Regions from separate parts of the Xenopus laevis genome. Here region 2 is linked to region 1. A link is a contact called in public Hi-C data. All regions are on one chromosome and are shown on one strand. Each heading gives the region's core, a stretch centred on a gene start, on an enhancer-like site or on the middle of the called end of the contact. The rest is flanking DNA. Distances are from core to core; before and after follow the strand shown.

Evidence for each region. A called contact is a pair of places that touch in the nucleus more often than the background predicts.
Region 2: a Hi-C map of the XTC cell line shows a contact between it and region 1, with 4 times the contacts expected there. The contact joins the promoter of LOC108698841 here to the enhancer-like site in region 1. A contact is called at or near these places in 2 of 4 Hi-C or Micro-C datasets (the XTC cell line and animal cap).

Annotation. Positions count from the first base shown.
Region 1 is chr8L:1,089,850-1,095,280 of Xenopus_laevis_v10.1, reverse strand. It overlaps araf.L (A-Raf proto-oncogene, serine/threonine kinase L homeolog), which reads right to left. Exons shown (of 16, transcript NM_001089907.1): 2 at 1,218-1,470; 3 at 1,026-1,129; 4 at 845-947; 5 at 573-730; 6 at 1-8. The coding sequence starts at 1,463. Among protein-coding and RNA genes, the nearest start is that of araf.L, 6.7 kb to the right of the region's middle. Within about 2 kb of position 1,565, at least 1 of the 7 cell types and tissues checked has an H3K27ac peak or open chromatin away from gene starts, as enhancers often do.
Region 2 is chr8L:1,213,404-1,218,587 of Xenopus_laevis_v10.1, reverse strand. LOC108698841 (lysozyme C-1) reads right to left here and starts at 3,403. Exons shown (of 4, transcript XM_041573878.1): 1 at 3,229-3,403; 2 at 2,990-3,148; 3 at 1,585-1,663; 4 at 1,175-1,337. The coding sequence starts at 3,364. The coding sequence ends at 1,271.

The DNA.
Region 1 (5,431 bases), core at 316-2,815:
GAGGCGTCCTAAATAAAGGCAAACAGGATTATTATTAGAGCACCATCCTGACCAATCACACGCCAAGCTGACAGACTGCATGGAAACCTTCAACTTCCTGCTTTTATTACTGACAGAATCTAAGCATGAACAAAAGGTAATGGGCACAAGAGCACTAATAGAAGAGGGCGGCAAATACAACTGAAGGAAGGTGCAGAGAGGAGGAATACACAATGTGAAAATAAAGGAAGAGCGCACACAAGTTCCTAACAAAATGGAGAAAAGCAATGCCCCTCTAAACATTTGTGTGAGTGTGTGTGTGTGTGTGTGGGGGGGGGGGGTTCCTGCATGTTTATTTGAGACACAAACATGGTTATTCATTTGCACCAGCACAGCAAATGCACAGCATCCAATCAGACTTTTGCCTATTCTGTCTGTAGGAGACCAAGGAAAGCTTCTGATAGGCTGCTCTGCACAGGGGACAATTTGCAGCATGTTATGGAATATCCCAAATAAAGTTGAGTATTAAAGAGCTTTTAGCTCAGATTGAATAGAAAAAGAGACATTGTGGCCTGGTGGGAGCTGGTACTCACAGTGGCTTTGGGAGCTTGGCCATATCCACGCAGGCTGTGGGCACCTTACTGCTGCAGTGCTGGTGAAACTTGTAGCCGCAGGTCTGGCAGCGGAAGCCGTGGAACAGAAATTTAAGGCAGAAGTCACAAAATGCGAGGTTGAAATGTGTTTTTCTGACCTGGATGAGAAACAGAAGAATGTGAATCTGTGCAGCAGAGAAGGAAAAGCTGGTGGATTATTATTATTAATAATAAAAATCTAAGTTTGACAAGAAGAATTGCAAACAGCTTACAAAATTGTGCATGGATAAAGGAACATCTGCCAGAACCTCCACCATCAGCTCCTCTCCCACTAGGGGTGTGATATCTGTCTCCCAATCTGTCAGGGCTTTCCGGCTGCAAGGGAAACACAAGGTGAAGAGCCAGCAAAGGTAGAAAAGAGGCGCCATGTTGTACCAGTGGCACTGAACTTACCCCTGTATCAGGCGATACACAGCACAACATTCCTGGCTCAGACCTCGCACTTTCAATGCCTTGTCCAGAGAATCATATACGGTCATACCAGGGCGCACGTTCACCTGAGAGGCACAATAAGAAGGGAAATTGGGTTACAAATAGGCGATAACATGACAGCATGAGACATATGGAAGATGGCGGGAGACTCACCACTGTCCTCTGCTGGTTGGGAAGATAAACTTTGACTGTCCCCCCAGACTTGCCGTCTGTGTGTGGGTATTCGCTGACTGAGGCTCCCCGGGAGCTTACTTGCTGGGTGGGCATCCGGGCACCAGGGTTGGGCAGCTCCAGGACAGCGGCAGACAACATAACAGCACTGCCCTTACCCAGCTCACGGGAGAGAGAGTGCAAGGCACCATTTACTAGTGCACCAGGAGGTGTGTGAGAGCGCTTCATTGGTGCCCTGGAAAGGAAAGGCAGAAATAAAGACAAAGATGGGAGAGAGCTAAAAAAGAAGCTGACATTCAGATTCCCTGTTACTGTGCCGCTCCAGCTTCTCTCTGCACATTCCCAGCTCACCCACTGCCCTGCGCTTGCAGTCTTGTCGCATTTCCCCCATACCATTTGGCAGAAGAATCATGCAGCAGATGGGACAGGGAAGGGAGCCATAAACACTGAGGGAAGGAGGAGGAAGGGGAATTCAGAACAGAGTCTGTTCCTGATGCAGAGATGTGCGTTTATTTTTCTTCAAAATAGCAAAAAGAAAGAAGAAAGATGGAATTGCTGCATTAAAGATGTATTAAAGATGTGTCTCAATGAGGTAGCCCTCATATAGACAACATACATGCAGGGAGACCCACCCTACCTCTCAGCTCCCACTCCTGAGGCCTCAGTCTGGGTGCTGCCTGTGGCAAGATCACATATAAGCAACAATGAGATGTCCTCTCTCAGCACCCATACAATACCATTATTGTTATTATCAGACTATGTTGTACAACCCTGACATAGACACAGGAGTAAGTCATCATCAGAGCTTTCAATCTAATTTAACTACCCTAATTCCTTGTAATTGTTTGCCTTTCTCCAGCCTGAGTTTGTATTTATTTACATACGTGGGCGCAGTACTATAGGTTAATAGTAAACACACAAAGATTGTTTCACATCTTAAGTTGTAGTCACTTGTATTGACCAGTCATGGGGGTTGTATCTGTTATGTGGCTGCCTCTACTTCCTTTCTGGCACACATACAGCAGCTCTGTCTTGCTTTATGGCAACAAATAAATAGGTGACTTGGCCTGCACTGTAGCCATGAATTGTTGGGACTAGCAGGTAAAGCAGGTGACAGTAACAGCACAGGTTAAACATTGACAGTAGTGTATGTAGTAACAAGCACAGACAGATGACCCGGCACAATATAAATATAAAGTAAATGTGTAACAGGGGGACAAGCCGTCTCACTTTACAGCAGGGGTAGATGAGGATCTATCAGTAGACCTTTAGCTGGTGATCAGTCAACAAACAGTTTATTGAAATCACCCCCCTATTTCATGCTTTTCATTCAGATAGTTATTACATAAGAAACGTAAGAGTTATTTCTTCTAGCAATATATAGTTGTTTGTATATATTATTATTTTCTCATATATCTTTCATGGAACAGAATGCTAACAATGTATATATAGATGTAAGAGCAGACCTTACAGTAAAGCAGAAAGTCGGTTTAATTAAATATGCAAAGAATTGGCAGTCGTTATATTTTGTGCTGTATGAGAAGTTAACCAGATGTACACCATCTTATTCTTGTCAATGTCTTCTTCTTTATTGTGTTTAAAATTCAATACAATAAAACCTTTAAAAAAAAAACAAACTAGATGTTACATTAGTATAGTAAGGAAACTACTTTGTTAGAGCATCCAAGGTGCTTTCAGAACAGCTTATTATATTGTATGCAAAGAGCTACCTGTGCCCAGCCCTGCCTTACACTGGAATAGCAAGTTACTTTGGGCACCAACTGCTTATACACCTCTCATAGGCAAGGATTGCTCTGCTCTACTGGCCAATCTGTCACTTTCACAGGACAAACCTGTATAGGGAAAATATTGTCCTAACAATTGCACTACTTCCAAAAATGTCACTTATTACACACTAAAAACAAACCCAGCCCTCTCCACTTACCCTTTCCCTCTCGAAAACAGAATCTCAGCTGCCATAAAGCAGGACAGGACTGCTGCTTACAATGGGGATCAGATAGGATCTGTGCAGCCACTGGGACAGAATGTTCTGTTATACAGATAGCTAGAATCTCAGCTGCCATAAAGCAGGACAGGACTGCTTCTTACAATGGGGATCAGATAGGATCTGTGCAGCCACTGGGACACAATGTTCTGTTATACAGATAGCTAGAATCTCAGCTGCCATAAAGCAGGACAGGACTGCTGCTTACAATGGGGATCAGATAGGATCTGTGCAGCCACTGGGACAGAATGTTCTGTTATACAGATAGCTAGAATCTCAGCTGCCATAAAGCAGGACAGGACTGCTGCTTACAATGGGGATCAGATAGGATCTGTGCAGCCACTGGGACAGAATGTTCTGTTATACAGATAGCTAGAATCTCAGCTGCCATAAAGCAGGACAGGACTGCTGCTTACAATGGAGATCAGAGAGGATCTGTGCAGCCACTGGGACAGAATGTTCTGTTATACAGATAGCTAGAATCTCAGCTGCCATAAAGCAGGAGAGGACTGCAGTATTTTATTAAACGATTATTTATCATTTTAAGAACATTAGAGGCACAGTGCTAGGCTGGAGAATCAGTAGGGCAGCTGATCAGCCTATAGAGATAAATAGAAGGAAGTAAATAGTGACAAGAAGTTGCTAGTATATACATGGGAGCCCAATTAGGGGGAAGTACACCAAAAATGTAACGGCTGATTAGCTTGTATTAATTCTAATTGTACATTAAAGGGAAACTGTGACTAATAGAAATACACTGACACTAGTGGAAGGGTCAGGTGTGTGTGTGTGTGTGTGTGGGGGGGGGATGTGTATAACAATCATGGGGAACATGGGGGCAAGAGTGCAGAGGAAAGGAGGGGTCAGGGTCAGACTTGCAGGTGTTATTCTTCTTTCTGTACAGTTTATTAGTGTGTGTCATCAATGTATCATTATTGTCTGTGCTAAATACACTGTATATACACAATAGCAACAATCCCACCACACACTGTATATATACACACAATAGTAACAATCCCACCACACACTGTATATACACAATAACACACAATCCCACCACACACTGTATATATACACAATACACACAATCCCACCACACACTGTATATATACACAATAGCAACAATCCCACCACACACTGTATATATACACCAATAGTAACAATCCCACCACACACTGTATATATACACCAATACACACAATCCCACCACACACTGTATATATACACAATTATTAACAATCCCCAACACACTGTATATACACAATAGTAACAATCCCACCACACACTGTAATATACACATAGTAACAATCCCACCACACACTGTATATATACACACAAATAACATGCCCACCAACACACAATAACACACATCACCAACACACTGTATATATACACAAATAGCCAACAACATCACACACACGTCACCACCACATGTATATATACACAATCCCACCACACACTGTATATATAAACATATCCACGCACACACTGTATAATACACACATAGTACAATCCACCACACACTTATATACACAATAGTCAACAATCCCACCACACACTGTATATATACTGTAACAACCCACAATCACAATAACACACAATCCCACCACCACTGTTATATACAACACACAATATAGTGTATATATACAGCAATAGTAACAATCCACCCACACCACACAATAGTAACAATCCCACCACACACTGTAATATATACACAATAGTAACAATCCCACCACACTGTATATATACAAACAAACAATGCCACCACACACTGTATATATACACAAATAGTAACAATCACCACAACCACCAACACCCACCACACACTGTATATATACACAATAGCAACAATCCACCACAACTGTATATATACAACCACAATAGTAACAATCCACCACACACTGTATATACACAATAGTAACAATCCACACCACTGTATATACACAATAAACACAATCCCACCACACACTGTATTATACACATCACAAACACACACACACAATACACACATAGTAACAATCACACACACTGTATATATAACCACAACAATCCCACCACACATGTAACAATATCCACCACACACTGTATATACACACAATCCACACACTGTATATATAGTAACAATCCCACCACACACTGTATAGTAATATATACACACATAGTAACAATCCCACCACACTGTATACCACAC
Region 2 (5,184 bases), core at 2,154-4,653, 120 kb before region 1:
TGATTGTATGACTTATTATATGACTGATTGTATGACTTATTATATGACTGAATATATGACTGATTGTATGACTTATTATATGACTGATTGTATGACTTATTATATGACTGAATATATGACTGATTGTATGACTTATTATATGACTGATTATATGACTGATGGTATGACTTATTATATAAGTGATTATATGACTTATTATATGACTTATATGATTTATTATATGACTGATGGTATGATTTATTATATGACTGATTATATGACTGATTATCTGACTGACGGTATGACTTATTATATGACTGATGGTATGACTGATTATATGATTTATTATATGACTGATTGCCTCGTTATTGTAACCAACAAGTTTGTGTGCAGTTAGCTGTGTTTGCCTGACAGTGTGGGCCGCTCAACACAACCATCAATACTGGCCTTACATTGGGCTTTGTGTTCTGTGGGCAAATTCTATAAAGCAGCTGTACTGTGAGGTTCCCCTGCTCTGACACCAGGATCAGTGATATCTGTGCCACCCTCTCTACAGCCATATTTGCCCGACCTGTTCATTGGCATGAATGGCAGACACTTTCTCCACATGTACCTCTTATGGCTGTAGTGCTGTGTTATGGAGCACTGATCTTCATGAACCTGCTGCCCAGTGTGGGCTCTTCCCAGGCACTAAACATGGCAGCATCCATGGTATATTCCACTGGGACTCCCATATTGAATCCCATCATATACAGTCTGAGGAACCAGCAGCTCAAAGCAGCAGCTGTAAGTCCTGACATTGAGTTTCTCTCTCTACATTAGTTAGTTTGCCATTAATCTGTCCCTGCCATGTTATTAACATCTGCTCTGGCATTCTCATGGCATAACCTACAGGCTGGAATTAGAGCAGAGGGTATATGATTTATATGTATTAGGAATCACTTGGGGTTCTCATGGGTTACATAGGATAAGGGGACTCATATACATTTAAACCCAGTATCACTGTATCACCCAGGCCTCATGTCCCCACATTTACACTCTCATAGCCCAAACTGCACCAAGCTGGTCCCATAGGTGCTCTCCTAGGGTGCACAGCTGCTGGGTGCTTTACTTGTAACACAAGAGAAACTGAACCGTTCCATCAGCCAACTCTTCCATAGCTGAGGTGTATAATATACAGACAGACACACGGGAATGGATTCACAGCATTTATATATTACATAATGAAGAAATGACATTAAGATCTGAATGATGTGAGGTGCAGGGAGTTGTTGTTGACTCCTCTTCCTCCTCACAGAACACACCCACTTACAAAACTGCTCACGTCCTTGTTCTTGCAGTAGTTATTCCATGCAACCCTACCAGAAAAAAATGCATATTATTAGTCATTGGGGAACCTCCGGCCATGCAATGGTATCTTCTGCATCTCAGCGCAGTTCCAAAGAGTTTTCCTTGCATTAACGAGGGGGATAAGGGGGTTGGAACCACTAACAGACCATGTGACTGAAATGAGCCCCTCTAGTAGGGAGAATGAGCTTCAGGGGGTTTGTTTGTAACCATTTACTAAGGGCACTGCTCAGTGTGTAACCCCCAACCAGGACTCACCAGGCTCCCATGCCATTGGGATCTCGCACAACTCTCTTGGCGCAGGTGATGTCATCAGTGATGTCATCATTCATTAAATCTGAAAATTAAAAAATGCCGTTAAAATGAATAAGCTGGACATAGAGGGGTATATTTATCAAAGAGTGAAGTTAATAGTGAAGTTCCGCCACTAGAGTGAAATTCCATTCATTTCTATGGGATTTTTTTTTTTCAAATAGCTGTTTATTATTTTCCAAAAATAGCAGAAGGGGTACAGAAAAAAGAAAAGGGGTACATTGAGCAACATGTTATCTGTACATATTCATAAACAAAATATAACTTGTCCAAAGATACAATCATAATAGAATGAGCCCCTGGGTAGAAGAAGGTGGGGGGGGGAAGAGAAGCAAAGAGACCCTTGGATGGAGGTATTGGAGTTATACTACAGGGCAGTATTCCTATAAAAGTCAGTTTCTTTAAACGAAACCCACCGAAACCACATGGAAATATATTCCTGAGAACGTTCAGTCCTGAACAAAGAAAGTTCTTCGAACCTGTGGAGTTCATCCACTTTTTTATACCATTCTCTTAATGTCGGGGTCGCGGTTTGTTTCCATTTTAACGGGATTAAAAGTTTTGCAGCATTTAAAAGATGTGGTTCTATGGTAGACAGAAAGACCTTGAGAGTTGTATCAGAATGAAAAAGAAGCACATACGCAGGATCGTCAGGTATATCGTATGTTAGTATAAGTTTCATGGCGTGCCTGATATCTTCCCAAAACACTTTTATAAGCGGGCATGTCCAAAAAATGTGCAATAGAGAACCAGCTTCCACTCCACATCTCCAGCACACACCATTAGTATTTTTATAGATCAACTTTAATCGTGTAGGGGTAAGATACCACCTAGTGGCTAACTTATAATCATTTCTATGGGATTTTTAAAGGCGTATTTATCAAAGGGTGAACTTTCACTTCACCCATTGATAAATATGCCTTTCAAAATCCCATAGAAATGAATTGTGAGCTGCGGAATTTCACTCTAGTGGCGGAACTTCACTCTTTGATAAATTTACCCCAAGGAGTTTTATGGGTGCACGTGTGTTATGTTTTCAGCAGAACTACAACTCCACTGCTCATCATATTCAGGGCTAGCTGTAGGGAGAGGCAGCAGGTTTAGTCTAATACTAATGTGTAGTTGACTGTATGTACTAATTAGGACTAACACAAATACCCAATGCAGTAACCCTCCAAGCCAATGATCCATATTCTTTATGTAGAATAATGAAAGCAACTGCCTGCTCAAGCTGTATTTGGCACTTTATGGGTTCTGTCCCTATATTTAGATCTGATATTGATCCATATAGTGGTTACGTGTCCCTCTCCTGTGTGCATGTGACATGTAACAATGACACAAAGACACTTACTGCTACAGCTGATGCCACAGGCTGCCACGGCTCCGGAGGTCTTGCCATCGTTGCACCACCAGTAACTGTTGATCTGGAAGACGCCGTAATCACGACTCCAGCCATTGTCGTACATGGCGTTGGTGGTGTAGCGACTCTCGTAGTAAGACAAGCACATCCCTGAAACAAGGAGGAGCATTAGCAGCAGGAGTGGGACACAATGAGGGTTATTATTATTATTATATCATATTGATACATACAGTTGGCCAGGCTGTATCCATAATACCCGTCCAGGCCCCCGGCTTTCAGCACCTTGGCCAGTTCACATTTGGTGAAGACTTTGGCCTCGCTGCCCACAAGGACGGCAAAAAGAATGGCACAGAGGAGACCCTTCATGGTGCTCTGCTTGGCTCTCACTATATGATGCCTCTGTTACTAATTTGTGCCTTTTTAAAGGAGATTTGTTTGCTCAGTACTTCTATATGTCGGGTTTAATAAATCATTAACCAGCTGCTCACTGATAGCATTGCCTTAATGTGCTATTTGGGGGCCACCCAACCCCCTTACATTGCTTTACCCTCTGGTGGTGGACATGCCATGCAGTGTGGGACCTCTGGCAAAGGAGATGGCAAATTGGCCAAGGTCTAAACAGGAGGAGCCATCCCAATACTCATGTCTGTCACCCTCTGCAGACCAGAGGGGCCATTTAGTCACTATTGTCACTATTGTATTAATCTGCATCGTCCTTGTGCCCAGTTCTTGTGCAGAGCAACTGTGTTCTGTATCCTGGTGCCACTTGCACCATTGGCAAAGTGCAGAGTCCTGTACCAGGGAGCCCTGTGCCGGATATATAAAACAGGCACGGAGTAAATAGGGGGTTCTTGTTGAACATAGTGCCCATGGGTTCTGGTGTGCTAGGAAGGGGCATGAAAGTGGACAAGCAACTCTTCTATGCCCCGATGGGGCTTTTTTTGGTGTGCTAGGAAGGGGCATGAAGATGGACACGGAACTCTTATATGCCAACGTGCAAGTTGCACCCAAAGAAACAAATTGTTCTGCCCAATTCTGGAGAGGCAACACAATGGGTCATTAGAACAACAGGAACTGCTGATTGGTGCGTTACCCTCTATCATATCCTGAGTATTCCTCTATGCTCAGGCCCCCTGTGACCCTCACACATCACCAATGCCAAAGCTGGGCAGCCAGAGGGGGCATATACACGGGTACTATCTCTAGCCCTACAACCCTCAGTGAGAATTTCTGCCTTGCAGCACTGGCGTTCTGGTTTCTATCTCAGACGGGCATTGTCCTCTGTATCATTGTATCTGGAATCAAACATAATGACATGCCAAACATACATGCATTGATATTTACATACATGCATGTAATAATACACACATACATACATACATACATACATGCATACATACATAGATCTCTTGGCTGATGATACATATATACAATGATACATGCATACATACATACATACATACATACATACAAGCCATACATACATACATACATACATACATACATACATACATACCAGCCATACATACAAGCCACACATACATACATACATACATACATACATAAATACATACATACATACATACATACATACATACATACATAAATACATACATAAATACATACATAAATAAATACATACATACATACATACATACATACCAGCCATACATACAAGCCACACATACATACATACATACATACATACATACATACATACATACATACATAAATACATACATACATACATACATACATACATACATAAATACATACATAAATACATACATAAATAAATACATACATACATACATACATACATACATAAATACATACATACATACATACATACATACATACATAAATACATACATACATACATACATAAATACATACAAGTCATACATACATAGATACATACATAGATATATACATACATACATTGAACATGAGGTTCAATGTTGATAAATGCAAGGTTATGCACTTTGGCAAAAATAATATAAATGCAAGTTATACACTAAATGGCAATGTGTTGGGAGTTTCCTTAAATGAAAAGGATCTAGGGGTCTTTGTAGATAACACGTTGTCTAATTCTGGGCAGTGTCATTCTGTGGCTACTAAAGCAAATAAAGTTCTGTCTTGCATAAAAAAGGTCATTAACTCAAGGGATGAAACATAATTATGTC